2 separate regions of the Sus scrofa genome follow, and region 2 is linked to region 1. The links are chromatin contacts, called in public Hi-C maps. All regions are on one chromosome and are shown on one strand. Each heading gives the region's core, a stretch centred on a gene start, on an enhancer-like site or on the middle of the called end of the contact. The rest is flanking DNA. Distances are from core to core; before and after follow the strand shown.

Evidence for each region. A called contact is a pair of places that touch in the nucleus more often than the background predicts.
Region 2: a contact with region 1 is called in a Hi-C map of heart right ventricle, with 2.2 times the contacts expected there. The contact joins the promoter of MYZAP here to the promoter of POLR2M in region 1. A contact is called at or near these places in 1 of 5 promoter capture datasets (liver) and 1 of 47 Hi-C or Micro-C datasets (heart right ventricle).

What each region holds. Positions count from the first base shown.
Region 1 is chr1:114,263,725-114,270,891 of Sscrofa11.1, forward strand. POLR2M (protein GRINL1A) reads right to left here and starts at 3,138. Exons shown (of 4, transcript XM_005659563.3): 1 at 2,867-3,138; 2 at 260-904. The coding sequence starts at 2,979. It overlaps LOC102160652 (a long non-coding RNA gene), which reads left to right and starts at 2,963. Exons shown (of 4, transcript XR_300957.3): 1 at 2,963-3,298.
Region 2 is chr1:114,382,119-114,389,617 of Sscrofa11.1, forward strand. MYZAP (myocardial zonula adherens protein) reads right to left here and starts at 4,300. Exons shown (of 13, transcript XM_021094625.1): 1 at 4,156-4,300. The coding sequence starts at 4,230.

The DNA of each region.
Region 1 (7,167 bases), core at 1,888-4,387:
CTAATTCTGTGTTTAATGTGAAATATTCCCTAAGGATCCTGAAATTTAATACTCCATCTGCTTTTGAAAACCTTTCAATTATTTGGCTAAAAAACCTAAAGCATTTTCAACATGAATCCTCCACTTCAGCCAGGCTAGTTTCACTATTTCCACAATAAGCTCATTCTTAAGTACAAGCAGTTCTCACACCAAGTCCACCAAATTTTGGAGTTGAATAATTTTATGCTCCTGTGACAAGCCTGCTTCCGATGGTACTTACACATTGGTTTTAAATTTATGTGGTAGGGGCAGAGGATTTTTTGCTCGCATTTCTAACACTTCCATGTAATGAGGCTTCTTCTGTGGCCCACGCCAAAGGCCAGTCAAGTTCTCCAGACTCGGGTTTCCTTCTGAGTGATGTTCACCAGGGTCTGTAATAGTGATCCTTTGCAATCTATCAATAAACAGGTTCTCCGAGCTGCTAGAATGATCCTCTACTTGACTTGAAATGTGATGCTGAGGGAGTCGCTCACTGGCTTCAGATGAGGAAGGCACAGCGGCTCTGCTGCTGGAAGGTGGGCACTTGCTCACTGAGTGTTCGGGCTCAGGGGCCTCAGCATTGCCTCCATGAGTAGGATGGACCAGGCCCCGCTGTGAGGTTGTCTGAGACGACGTGATGGTAGCTATAGAGGAGCAGCCAGGAACTAGTGATGAAGTATCAAGTATCTGGTCAGAATTCTGGGCCGTATCTGTTGCCACATCAACAACTGTACTTGCTTTTGTCCTCCACTTACAGTCTAAATTAACGGGATGAAAGAGGTCACTTCCCCCTCTAACTTCTTCATGTTCTTCAATGGCAGCTTTCAGTTTGGCGACAGAGTCTATGATCTTTCTACCTTTGTCGGGCAATTTGCAAATGAATTTTCTGGCAAAAGGAAAAGAACAGGCATATGTGAGAGAGCCCTGTTTTTAAACTTGAGATATAAAGACAAAGAATTATTCTCAAAGGGAGAAAAGCTGATCTTTAAGTAAAAAATCTGATTTCCAACTGGCCCCAATTAGGAATGAAATAAGAGAATCATTATCCAAATACTCCCCCCCCAAAAAAAAACAAGTGGCTGCATGAATAGGAAATATGCCTCATGTGTCTCATCTAATTAGAATTTCAGCAAAAGTATTTTAAGCATATGATACTCATTAAAAGACATCCCCCAAATTAGCAATTTTTAGACGTGTGATATGCAAGACCTTCCTGGGGAGGGTAGGTAGATGGACCTGCAGGGTCAAAACTATATAACACTAAGACACTCTTTGCCATTTTCATTCTCCTTTGCTTACCATCAGCACAGGAAAGGTTTGCAGAGGCCACCTCATATGTGATGATACCACTGCTCTGAGGATTAATAGAATGTGTGTACTTGTCTTTTAAAGATGCTCACTTGTAATTCCTAAGGCAATGATAAATATCAGTAGATATACCACATATAAGACAAGAGCTCTTCAGGATGCTTAAGCGTAAAAGTAGTCTGGAGAACAAAAAGTTAATTTGCCACTTACAGATTAAAAACCCATTCTCAGAGCTCCCTTCGTGGCTTAGCAGAAAGGAATCTGACTAGTATCCATGAGGACGCAGGTTTGATCCCTGGCCTCTGAGTGGGTTAAGGAACCGGCGTTACCATGAGCTGTGGTGTAGGTTGCAGACGTGGCTCGGATCTGGTGTTGCTGTAGGCCAGCAGCTACAGTTCTGTTTTGACACCTTGCTTGGAAACCTCCATATGCTATGGTGTGGCCCTTAAAAAAAAAAACAACAAAAAACCAAAAAAAAAAACCATTCTCACGAAGTCAAAATAGTTGTCTTTACTAGGAAGCTCCCAAGTGATCACTTGTCCCTTTTGCTGAGTGATAGAAGTTCCTTTTCTGATTTTCTTTTCTTTAGCCACCCAATAAATGGGGAGGGAAAGTTACATCTCATGCCCTCTACTCTTTATGACACTATATTCATGCCCCCAATTCTAACTATTAAACATCCCTCTCCAGTTAGGATGCCTCTATTTTCCCATCCTTCTTCTCTCTTAAGCCTCATGACCACTTCTCCAGTTTTTAACCTGATAGAATCAACTTCTATCAACCCAGCTCCCCTAAGTGAAATCAACCTCAGATCTACTCCCCTCCCCAACTTTTCTATTTTTATTACTAGTGCCTCCAGTACAGGCAAGAAACTTCAGCCGTCTCTGTCAACTACACATCAAATTATTCCATATCTGATGTAATTTTCCCAATCCTACAATGACCCTTATAGTTAGTTCACTTTCTTAAACCTCCTTGTCGAGAGGCTCTCTGAAAATATTCTCCTACTGTCTTCTGCCTCTTACTCCCTCAAAACTATCCTGCACAAACCTGCTAAAATAAGGTTAAAAAAAAATCATGTTCATTATATCGATCCTCTGCTAAATTCCATTAACTCTATCATCTAAATGTTAGCCAAACTTTCTTTGCCTATAAGCCATTTTTTTAATTCCCCTCTTCCCACTTCCTGTAAAAAGAGAATCTAGAGATGAAATTGACAGGATGTTTGGGGCACGACTGGGGTGGTGGGCAAAGGCAAAAAAATTTGGGATACAGACCGTCCGTTCGGAAAACCGACACAGAAGCTGAGTACGTAAAACGAGGAGGAGCACGGGAAGCCATCCCACATGCGCTCCATGCCTGGCTGGACGCGGTCAGCTCTACGGCTGTAGGCCGGCTACTCGCCCGCGGACCTCGCAAAGAGCTGACTGTGACAAGGTCACCTTCCGAGGAAAGGATCGGGGTGGGGGAGGGGAGGGGCGCGTCCCGGCTAGCCCGAACCCAAGGAGACCGGCGGTGACTCCGCGGGACCCAGGCTTACACGTTGCGCAAAAGTCTCTCCTGGCGCTTCAACGTTTCCCGCAGCTCTGCCAAACTCCGCTGACCCAAGTCCTCGGGAGGTTGGGGCTCGAAGCCGCGAGGCAGCGAGGACATTCTGCGGGAGCTGAGGCTGGCGAGGCGGCGGGCACTCGACGTCCGCGACAGCTCCCGCTGCGGGCGCCGGATCCGCGGCGGGCAGGGACTCCGGCGAATGAGCGGGAGTCGCCATTTTCCCGGAAGAACAGGGCTTCTTCTAGCCGAATCGAGCTTTATTGAAACGCCGGAAACAAACACGGACAGGGAGGAGGGGGTGGCCGGAGGGGCGGGAAGAGGCGGGAGTTGCGGTGAGACGTCACACGCCGGCCGGGCATGTTTGGCGTGGTCAGTCTGTTACCAGTTTCAGCTCTTCGCCTGTTTATTCAGAAAGTATTTGGTGAGTGCCCCGCTCCCAACTGTTAAGGTGTTTACCGCGTGGGGGAGAGGGTCAGATGCTTATCAGGTGACAGTCAAACAATATAATTGTACGATGGGCCCTGGCATCTGAGAAGTACAAGAGGAAATCTGAGTGATGAGTTACCATTGATAATGTTGGGGAATGTGCCGGATAGGGCATGGGAGGCCCCGGCCCATGGCGTGGCCCGCCTAGTCCGAGGTTCAGTGAAGTTAGCAGATATTAACGTTGGAAGAACCTTTAAGGACTACCAGCGTTTCTTAATGAGGCTCCGGCGTTTGGAGCAGGAGTCTTCTTTTGCGGCACTGAATTAGGCATTGCATATCTGGTATTTGGCTTCTGTGCATTAATTGCTTTAGCACTCCTGAGTCCTTATAACAGTACCAAACGCATCCCACCCACTACCATCCCCAGCACGCTCATACACACAATTCCAAAGGCCCGCAAGAGGTGATGGGGTGGGAGGTGCTGTACAAGCCAGTTGAGAACCTCTCACAATTCCGTATTTTCCTGCAGAAAAACAGACAAAAACTGATGTAAGTTTTCCCAGGGCATGAAACTAGTAAGTGACAACACCAGATATTAAACTCAAAAGCCCAGCTGCTCTACCACACCAGTTTGAAAATCTTCCAAACTGTAAGAAGGTGTTTTAAGCTGTTGAGGAAAGCAATGCAGTAAGCATCACATCTAGTGCTTAGCTTCTCTTAATAGTTAAGCTAGGAGGGCTGTTTCCCAAAGGAAATAGTAGGAAGCATGCTAGTCTCACAGCATACATCACTTGGGAGGTTTGAAAAACCCCATAACCTCCAACACCAGCCTCCCCCTTCTTTGATATGGAAAATTTACATTTTCTCAGTCTTTTGTAAGGTGATATGATAAACACAAGCAATTCCCTCCCAATCAGACAGAAGCTCTAAATAAAATCGGAAACTGCTTCAGGGTGCACAGTTGAAACCGTTTTTGTGTCCTTGTAATCTGGTCCATTCTGATCAGTTTTAACTAATGTATTAACATTCTCAACATAAGGCCTGCTTTTAAGCCCAAGGATTTCACTAACCTGCTCCAGCCCTGGCTAAGTGAGAAACATTTGAGTAAGGCCTTTATCAGTTAGCTGTCCCCTGGCAAGCTCCTGCAAAACCATCATCATCCTGCCCCTGGACCTCACCTGAAGGCCTTTATTCCCTGCCATGGTAGTAATTCCTTGTGATCCTGGGCCACTGGTGCCCTCACCTTGCTTTTCTCTCAAGCCTCAGAGAAAAGGATACTTTTCTCTCAAGCCTAGGGATTTTGCCCCCAGCTGTTTTCCTTTTGTGGAAGACTGTTGCTTTTCCCCTGGCCCATTATAAATCTTAGCTCAGGTCTCATCTCCTCTCTGAACCTTCTTAAGTTATTCCAGCCCAAATTGGTCTCGGAGTATAACTAGTGATTGGACCATATGCTTCTCCAGTTGTGTTGTGCATGATGATTTCTTTTCTAACAAACTTCCGAAGTCGAGAATTGTGTTTAGGAGCTGTACTTTTCTATCTCCCTAATGCACATAGCAGGTACTAATTGGTGGAATCTCCCTCTAATCTTTCTTTCCACCTTTCGCCCTAGTCCCCTTCTTAATCTTAAACTTTTAGTGTAAACATTAACCATAATTACTATGAAGATATTTTCAGTAGTAGTAGAATGTTTTACACAACATAGCTTTGGATTTGGAGCTGACATAATAATATGAATTCTTAACAAGGAGTACACCAGCTGCCTAGTTCTCTAATCGGTAATCAAGAGGCTTAGCAAGTGAAGAAATTTGGTCAAACATTATTCTAGATGTTTCCGTAGATATTTTTTTTGGCTAAGATTAACATTCAGGAGTTCCCATTGTGGCTCAGCAGGTTAATAACCCAACTAGTATCCATGAGGATGTGGGTTCCATATCCCTGGCCTCGCTCAATGAGTTAAAGATCTGGCATTGCTGTGAATTGTGGTGTAGGTCACAGATGCAGCTCAAATTTGGCCTTGCTATGGCTGTGGTATAGACCAGCACCTGCAGCTCTGATCCCACCCCAAGCCTGGGAACTTCCATATGCCAAAGGTGCAGCCCTAAAATGCGCAAAAAAAAAAAAAAAAAAGTGGACTTTGAGTAAAACATATTGCCTCCCCCACCACCCACCGCATAACGTCAGTAGGCCTTATCTAATGGATTGAAACTCTTAAGAAAGATTGACCTCCCCTGAGCAAGAAGGAATTCTGCTAGTAGGCAGCCTTCAGACTTGAACTGCAAGTTCCTGGGCTCTCACCTGTAGGCCTACCCTGCAGTGATTATTGTGTGAGCTGTTCCTTAAAATGCATCTCTCTCTCTCATAATGGCTGATAGGACTGTGTGTAGACACAAACTCACATACTCTTGGATCTGTTTGTCTGAGGAATCCTAACAAATACAGAGCCCAGTAGTATCGTTAGAAAAATCAAGGTGTGATTGATGACCGTCCTTCAGGGTGAGAGAACTGACTGAGGAGAGGGGAGGCTCGTTTTTGCCTCGCCTCCCCTGCTATGTGCTGAGCGTGTCATGAAGAAGCAGTGGAAACCAAGTGTCATAAACAAGCATGAAACAGACTCTGTTTTCTTGTGTCTATGTGTGTGGTTTTTCATAAGCATTCCTGTGAAAATGGAACATGCTGAACTTTCAGTGAAATCCATAGCAGCCATACCTAATGAAAAATTAATCAAAACTGGTAAACCTAAGACTGTTGAAGAATGGCTGACACCTCTGTACCATTTACCAAACCTCCTTTTCCAGTCAGTTCCCCAAAAGTGCTTTCTCGGATGGGCAGAGCAGGGGGGACTGTCCCCATTGTACAGAGGGAGAGACAGGTGCTAGGACCTCCAGACCCCTCCATCACTGGGCCACTTTTGCCGGCTGCCTCATTTGTCTGTCCTTCAGTGCAGACCTTCACAAATAACTGACCGGAGCATGGGCAGTTAGGAAAGAGAAAGCAAGGGAAGGAAGAGGGATTTGGGTATGAGAAAAACAGAGTGAAGAAAGGAAGGAGAAAGGAACTGGTAGAGATGGAGACAAAAAAGTGGAAGGGGCAAAAGGGGGACCATTTCTCTGTACAGATACAAGAAAGAAGGTTTCCTATGAAGCTTTATGCTGAGGAATTCACAAATTCATTTCACTTCCAGCTCTAAAATTCTATACTTTTACAAAAGGTCACATTTCCCCTCTTTGTAATTCACTATGATCCCATTGCAACAAAAGGTTTTCCTCAGCGACCCAAGGGTTTAGGCTGTAAAGTGCATGCACTCCACACTGAAAGTAAAACTTGCATTAGTTATCCAAACTGTTTGAAATGAGGAACCAAATTTTCAGCCCATATCTCCCTCTTTATCAGCAGATAGTAATTGAAAGCCATTTACCAGGGCTGTGATTCCCAAGTGACAGACTGTAGGCTATTAAAATTAATCCTGACAGAAGATCCTTGCTGCTTTCCTTGCACATGAGGGTCGTTGGTTTATGAACAGGATGAACAGACGGCCTATCCCAGAGGGCTTGAGGGAGGAAGCATGTTAAAATGGCTGCTTGCATCTTTGTTTGCTCAGCTGCTTGGAAAAACTAAGACTGAGGGAAGTGGGATTAATCAAGGGGGCAGTTGCCCATGGAAAAAAAAATAGGAAGACTCTGGTGAGAAAATCCCAGCCAAATAAGATTCAAGTCGAAGGGAAAGAATTCTTTTCAGACTTTCTCATGGTTGAGTGTTGTTTGGTGACACATTTCCTATTTCAGGCCACCACAATGGTTTGTGATCTTTTTGTTAAGGTGGGAAGAGAATTCAGAAAAAAACTAATGAGTTTCTGAAGTTTCAGGT
Region 2 (7,499 bases), core at 3,050-5,549, 120 kb after region 1:
ACACTTCCGGAAATGTCACTCATCTAAGGAAGGAAAGAGGTGATTACCTCTGTGTGACTCTTTCGTGTGCTGGGGAATGCGGGACCAACCAGTTTTAGGCTGAGAGATGGCTGTGTGAGAGACAAGTGAAACATTTCACTATGGTCTCTAGCTAGTTGGCCCTGGATCCACAGCTCCCTGCCCTCAATTCTACAATTTTTGAGGCTGACTTGAAAAGGTGTCCTCAGTGAGCAGAAGTTCAGTGGGAATACCAGCCTCCAAGTCTCGGGTTTCCTTTAGGACCCCCAGAACTCAGGTCCCTTCATCCTACCTCCCATACAGAAAGATCACTGAACAGAGAGGTTGGGACATCTTTCCTGAGCCTGCGACTCTCACTTTTTTTTTTTTTTTTTTTGTAATGGCCAAACCCATGGCATATAAAAGTTTCAGGCCAGGGATTGAATCTGAGCTGAAGCAGCAACTTTAACACCAGAGCTGTGGCAATGCTGGATCCTTTTTTTTTTTTTTTTTTTTTTTTTTTTTGGCCACCCCATGGTGTACGGAGTTCCTGGGCCAGGGATCAGTTCTGAGCTGTAGTTGTGACCTAAGCCACAGCTGCGGCAACACGAGATCCTTAACCCACTGTGCTGGGCCGGGGATTGAACCTGCATCCCAGCACTCCCAAGATGTCGCCAATCCTGCTGCGCCACAGCAAAGACTCCAACTCTCACTTTTTATTGGCAAAGGCTTTCTGGCTAAACCCTGGGGACGCCAGGATTCCAAAATCCCTCAAATGGGCCTTTCAGGGGCTGGCTCAGGAGGGCTGGGGGAGGGGGGAGCCAGTCTGTTTTCTGGGTACACTGGGCCCCCTGCCCACCCCCTCTCTGGGGGAAGCTGCAGCCAGCTTCCTTCCACCAGACACAGAGGTCCTACAACGCCCTGTGTCCCTTCCTCAGAGCCCCATAGGGCGACACAGAAGTTACACACACAGATGTTTCTGTGAAAGGAAAGGAAGTGAAGTAAACACCTGTGTGACCCATTCACTAGCCAGCTAAGGAGAATTCTTTATTTAAAGCCAATCAGACAGAAACGGGACCCAGGAGAGTAGAAGTAATGACTGGCAGGCCCATTCCAGTTTTTAACACAGGAAACATTTGCCAAATACAAAGAAATATGGGCAAGAACACTGTGCTAGGGTAAACCCTTGGCAAATTTATCATCTTACACCACCCTCGCTGAACAGCTTAAGAAGAATTATTTGGCTTCGCAAAGCAACAGGTGCCCTCCCCCACCCCAAAGCATACAACCTGGCCATACCACTGACCTTCCATTGCAAAGTCTCATTTGGTGCAATTAATGGCGTTGACGAAATTCCTTTCAAAATCATGAAGCAATGTCAATATTTTTAAAAATGTTTTCTCCCATTCTCCAAGGTCATCAATCTGTCTATGGTTATTCTCCAGCCAATTTATCTTCCTGCTGTTGCCATAGATAAAACTATTTTTAGTGCACAACTGGTTGGAAGGCAGATTTTTTTTTTTAATTTTACAACCCCTGCTGGTTGGCATCCATAAAGGCCTCTCAGAGCTTTGTTTATCAGCTGACAGAAATTACTCTCCCACCTGTTTTTTTTTTTTTTTTCCCTTGAGAGAATTCAGATAAGGAGGAAGTGCAAATTGTAGGTGGCAGCTATTGAACGAATAACTAGTGACAGTCTAGTCTGGACACACCACCCTGGGCAGCTGACTCAGAGAACTCCCTGCTCAGTGTCAGCTGTCACCTCCATTTCTGGTTGGCTTGAATGTCTGGCCCAACACATCCTGGTTCTTCTGCAGTCCCTAATTTGGTAAGCTCTTTGGATGAAACAGAAATGTTATTTTAATGGCTAACGTGTTTTTTTTTTTTCAAGACCATCACTTGTCCAATATCAGAGAAGAAAGACAAAACAATACAGAGTTTATTTAAAAAAAAAAAACTTTTAACTCCAGGAACACTTTTTCACTTTTCACTTGTTTGGCCTTGAAGTCTTACTTTCAAGACATCCTGTTCTTGTTTTTTTAAAAAAATTAAGTGTTCTGCCCTAAAGAGGTCCCATATGCCTTTGTCATACAGTATATGCCATGAGTTCCCTTAGAAGGATGATCTTTCCTTTTTCTCACCATCCCAATGACATCAATTGCCCTACAAATTTCCACTCATCCTGCAAGACTAAACTCAAATGTCTCCTGCAGGGGGAGGTCTTCCTACGATGCTTTGAGAACCTTTCCTTTTAGCTTTCATATAACCTTGTCGACACTCACTGTTACAACCATCACTTTGTATGATAGTAGTCTGTGACATTGTCTGCCCCCACAGGTAGAGTGGACCCCAATACCTAACCCCACATCGCAAAGATCTACAAACGTTTTTTAATGTATCAATCAAAGACCACAGTTCCCCGCTGTGCACACACTTATAAACACAGTACTTGCACCACTTGAAAATCATGAGCAGAGTTGGAAATCATTAAGGGACCCCTGAAACCCTTTCATGTCTTCTTTCCAGAACAAATATCTGTGTGCTCAGAGCAACCCTTCGTAGTCTAACTCAGGGCACTGAGCCCTCCAGTCCAAAGTATTTCAGTTGTCTTATTCAAAAGGCAAAGCCTTCTCAATAGTATGTTTATGGTGCCGGACACCACAGCACGTTCAACCAAAGAAATACCTGAAAGTAAGTATTTGAGGAAAAAAAAAAAAAAACTTCAGAAAGTTTATTTACTATACCCATCACATCTGGATCCACCCATATCACTCCAGCCACTGTACTAGTGCCCTGCTCTGAAGAGGGATCTAGAGAATTTCACGCAGTCTACACAGTCTGGTCCCACACATGACCCTGTCCAGGCTCAGGGGTAGCTTTTGAGTGACTTCATTCTTTCTCAATTGCAATTATGTTCCCACCGAGAAGGATTTCCATAGAACAAAGGCAAATACTCATCTTGATGTAAGGCTGGGACTGCGCTTGGAAACCCACCTGGACCTAATGGCGATATAGCTTTACGAAGCTAATGACTGGACAACCAGACTTCTGTCAAGCCTGAGTGTCTGGGGTACACACGTGCCCACATCTGAACCTATCACTTGGCCCACACCCAAGAGTAACACAGTGTCTTTCTCCTAGAGCTAAAGAAAGACAGCTCTGAAGGTGACTGCTAGTCACCTGGTTAAGATACAAAAAATCAAACAAGCACATCTACAAGACTAGAGAACAGAGAGGAGTACCAAAGGGAGCCATGGCTTGGACTCAACCACCTGTTTAGCTAAACCCCAGGGAACTAGAATTAGAGAAGTTTCAACCCCAGAAAATAGGCACGCAAATGTTAAGTACCAAATATCATAATGAATGGATGAACCAAAAAAAGGGCACGAATCAAGGCCCTGGTGGTGTACTCTGGAGGCATGGATCCTGGAAGAAATATGAAACGGGAAGGATGCAACCTGGATGTAGTTAGCATTTCTTTCACAGAGCATCTGGAGAGGTGAGAAAAGATGCAACAAAGATAGCAAAGAAACAGCTAAAGCACTTCCAAAGGGCAACCTCCTTGGAGATGCGTTCCCCTTGCTTTTTAAACTCTGCCTACGGCTGCAAATACTTAAATCAGAAAGAAGAAAGCTGTTTGCATAAATCCAAGTCCCACATCTGGGCTCCTAGGTGGCCAGCTGCTAATCTCTACTTTGTAAAATGAAGCCTGTCTTGGTTAAGCCCAGTCCATAGCAGTGTTACTCTAACATCAGTGGGGGAAAGTGGCTCTTTTTTTTTTCGTTGTGGGAAGGAGGAAAGTGTTGGTATTAAAGACATTCATTACCTTTGAGTCTCAAGATAGGAACGACGCAGAAATGTTCCCCTTGCTTTTTAAACTGGTGCCACCAATACACTTGACTTGACAGAGGAGACAGGAAGGGAGAGGAAATCTCTGGGAATTCCAGAAAGTCCCCTAAACGTTTCGAACGAGTGGGGCCACTTCAGGCAGAGAAAAGAAGGGGCTCCTCTGGAGTTGGGGCAGGACCTAAAGTTGAGTTGGGTAGGGTATCATGGCCAAGGGCCGGGTTCCCCTGTGTCTTCATCCCCAGACCCCGACAAACTGGAGGCCTGGATGGGGAAGCGGGACAGCGGTGGCTCCCAATCCCAACTACTCACCCTTCTGCTGGGCGCCCCTGGCGTCCTGGAGCCGCTGCCCGAGAACAGAGTGACGGTGGACGTGGAGCGCAGCATCCCGCAGCAGCGCTGGTGGCGGCTTGGTGTGCGCTTCTCCCGGGTGGAATAAACCCGCTGGCCCGCCCAGCTGCAGGAGGGGAGGGTGGGAGCGACGCAGGCCTTTAGCGCCAGGCGGGGGCGGGTCGGGGGCGGGGCAGGGGGCCGGGCCGGGGGAGGAGCCGGGGCGGGCCCGTTCACTTGCTGGACCCGTCAAGCTGCATTTTCTTCCTCCCAGGGCGCAGACCTGGCCAAAGTTGGCCGACAACTACCCTCCACGGTTCTGTGCCCTCCTGGCGTCAATCCTGGAGCAGAAGGAGCCCTGAACCTCCTGGACCCCAAGTTCTTTCTACAGCCTGTGGTGTCAAGGTCCACCGGCCCGTTTATCCTCACAATTCTCAGCCACCCGTCTCCACCCCTAGCTGCCCCAAGAGGCTGTGGGATCGCTGGGGACTCACCCCATGTCATTCACTCAGTATTTATTGAGTGCTTATCATGTATCCCTCCCAGCAGCCAACACAATGGACTGGCTCCTGTCCTATGGAGTTTGCAATCTGGTGGGGATACCGAGAGCTGGCAGGTGGAAGTGCTTTGGTAGAAGTGATACTCTTGGGAGCTCACAACGCAGCCTTGGGAGTTAGCCTGTGTAGGAAAAGTCCTCCCAGAGGAGGTGATGACTGACCTAAGACCTGAAATACAAGTGGAAGCAGGCCAGGCATAGAGTGTTCATCAAAACTGCTCATATTTATTCAGTGGTTCCTGAGACTCCAGCTAGCAAGTTCTTTGCATGTATCACCTCATTTAATCCTCACAACTACAGTTTGAGGTAGGCACTGTTATTATCATGTATCCCCATTCTGCAAATGAGGACATTGACTCACCAAGAGATTATGTAAGACAGCAGGGGCCCCACTGGCTGGAAAGTGGCAAAGCTGCAAACCTCACAGTATGACCCTAATGCCTTGCTTATCTGCTCTGCTGCCCCCTAGCGAAGGGAGGAGGGAATTCCAGGCCAAAAGAATTGGCACTTGCAAAGACGGTGAAAGGTTTGATGCAATTTTTTTAGAGACTGAAAATACAGTGCAAGAGGCAGATGGTAGACAAGCAACAGAAGGCCCTGGGCCAGATCATGAAGAACCTGGTGTGCCTAGCTGAAGGGTTTGGCCTTTACCCTGAAGATATATGTTTCTTAGCAGTGGAAGACAATTTCTCTATAATCATCCTTCAAAGCCCCAACACTGCCTCCCTACCAAGCCCTCCAGAGCTCTCCTGTTCTAAACACTTACACTCATGAATCTTGCGGCTCTTTGAGACCATGTGTTCTGTTAGAGTCATCTATGCATGTGTCCGTTCCTTTCCCCTGGAGTGAGCATCCTGAGGGCAAAGGACCAGCCTCACCCTTCTCTGAATCCCCAGTGTGGCACCCACACAGAAGATACTCAAGAAATGCTGCTGAACAGAATTCCAAATGATCCTAGGAGATTTTCTCCTTCTGCAGATGAGGAAACTGAGGCCAGCATAAATGTGACTTTACATAAGTCACACAGCCTGTGCTTTACCATCTCTGTCATCACCACCACTCCAGCTATGTTTGTATTCTAAGTGTTCCATATGCCTTTTCTCATCAAATTCTCACCATGACCCCCAAAGTGGTTACTGTTATCATCCTCAATTTGCAAATGAAAAAACTGAGGCCTGGGGGTATTACGTTAATTGGTGGATGGCTGGGACTAGACCTCCAGTTTTCTAACTCCAGGTCTACTGCTTTTTTACTAAACCCTTCCTGCATCCTCCCATCCACTCCCTCTTCTAAACAGAGGTCCTTCATGAGAGGTCTCTTCCTACCCTATTTCCATGCAGCCCCCTATTCTTGGGAGAGTTTTATGAGCCTGAAAGACGGGTCTGCCTCTCAATAAAAAGTGGTAAAAATCTGGCTATTGAAGCTTACATGGGTGTAATATACCTGCATGGTTATCTCAGTAGAAAAAGGCTAACAATTATTGTTGTTATGTTGTCTTAAGGAGAAAGGAAATGGGCTGCTGTTCAGAAAGAGTCAAAATAACCTGGCATCATCAATGTTTCTATTATGGCAACAACCCAATGATCACTCAAGACGGAGCCAGGGCTTGAGAGGAAGGGTGGGTCATGGATTCATTTCTCCTCTGTCTCCCCAAGTCTTTTCTATGTTATCAATACTTTTCTCACTCTATTATGGTTCATTACAAAAGCAGCAGACTACATAATCAGCTTGTGAGCTCTTGGTGGGAACTGGATTTTGTTTACACCCTGCCTGCCCAGTACCTGGAACAGTAATTGGCAAATTCTAAGTGCACAATAAATATTGAATAACTGAAGAAATATTATTAGAGAGCAATACTTCAACTCACTCATGGTCAAGCAAAACTAAAACTAAGGTCCTTGCTAACCCAGGGTCTTAGGTGACAGTCTCCAAGCAGTTTGCCAGCTGAAGCAGCCAGAGCCTCACAATTGTTCCAGCCAGGAGGATCCCCCAAACTGGCTGTCACTAAGGGTTGTGGGTGGTGTGGGCGGTCAGATGCCAGGCTCTGGCTCATGTCATGGCCCCTCCGTGCCAGGCCAACACCTAAGGAACTGCAAGAGAGAGGGGAGTGGGGAGCCCCCAGAAAGTGGGAAAGAAGGAGAAGAAGCAGGGATTGAGAAGCCAATAATGAGGTGGATCTAGCACAGAAAGGAAACAGTCAAAATGAAATCATAGTCTATGAACTGTGACTTCTATGAAAAGTTCTGGGAGAAGAAGATAAAAAGGAGGGATTGATTCTTTTTGAAAGAGGGGTCAAAGGCCAAGCATGTCCACTCCAGTCAAAAGCCCTCCTGGTCTAGAGAACTGAGAGAGGGAGAAGGTGGAGGTGGGGGGACAAGGGTGCGATTCTGGTGTGGATGGCCACCCAGCCCCCTTTCAGCATGGCCCTGGTCCACTCTGGGGCCACCCTGAGCACTGGTGACAGAGCAGTGCCACTATTAGGGCTGAAAGGAACAGACGCTATGACATAACTCCCTTAGCTGCCACCTGTTCCTATTCACAGCAATAGCCACATATTCCTAAAAGCTTTCCTAAATTTCTCTGCTGGAGCACAAGTCCATGGGAAATTCTAGAGGTCCATAACGACACCTTTCATTTTTTAAATCAATCACTGGATTGCACCTCCTTCTCCCATCCCAGCTCCTAGACTTTCCTCTCTTACCTTCCAACCTCCGCTTTTTTATTTGTCCATTCTGCTCTTTGTAGAACCCCTTCAAGCTATCAGCATCTT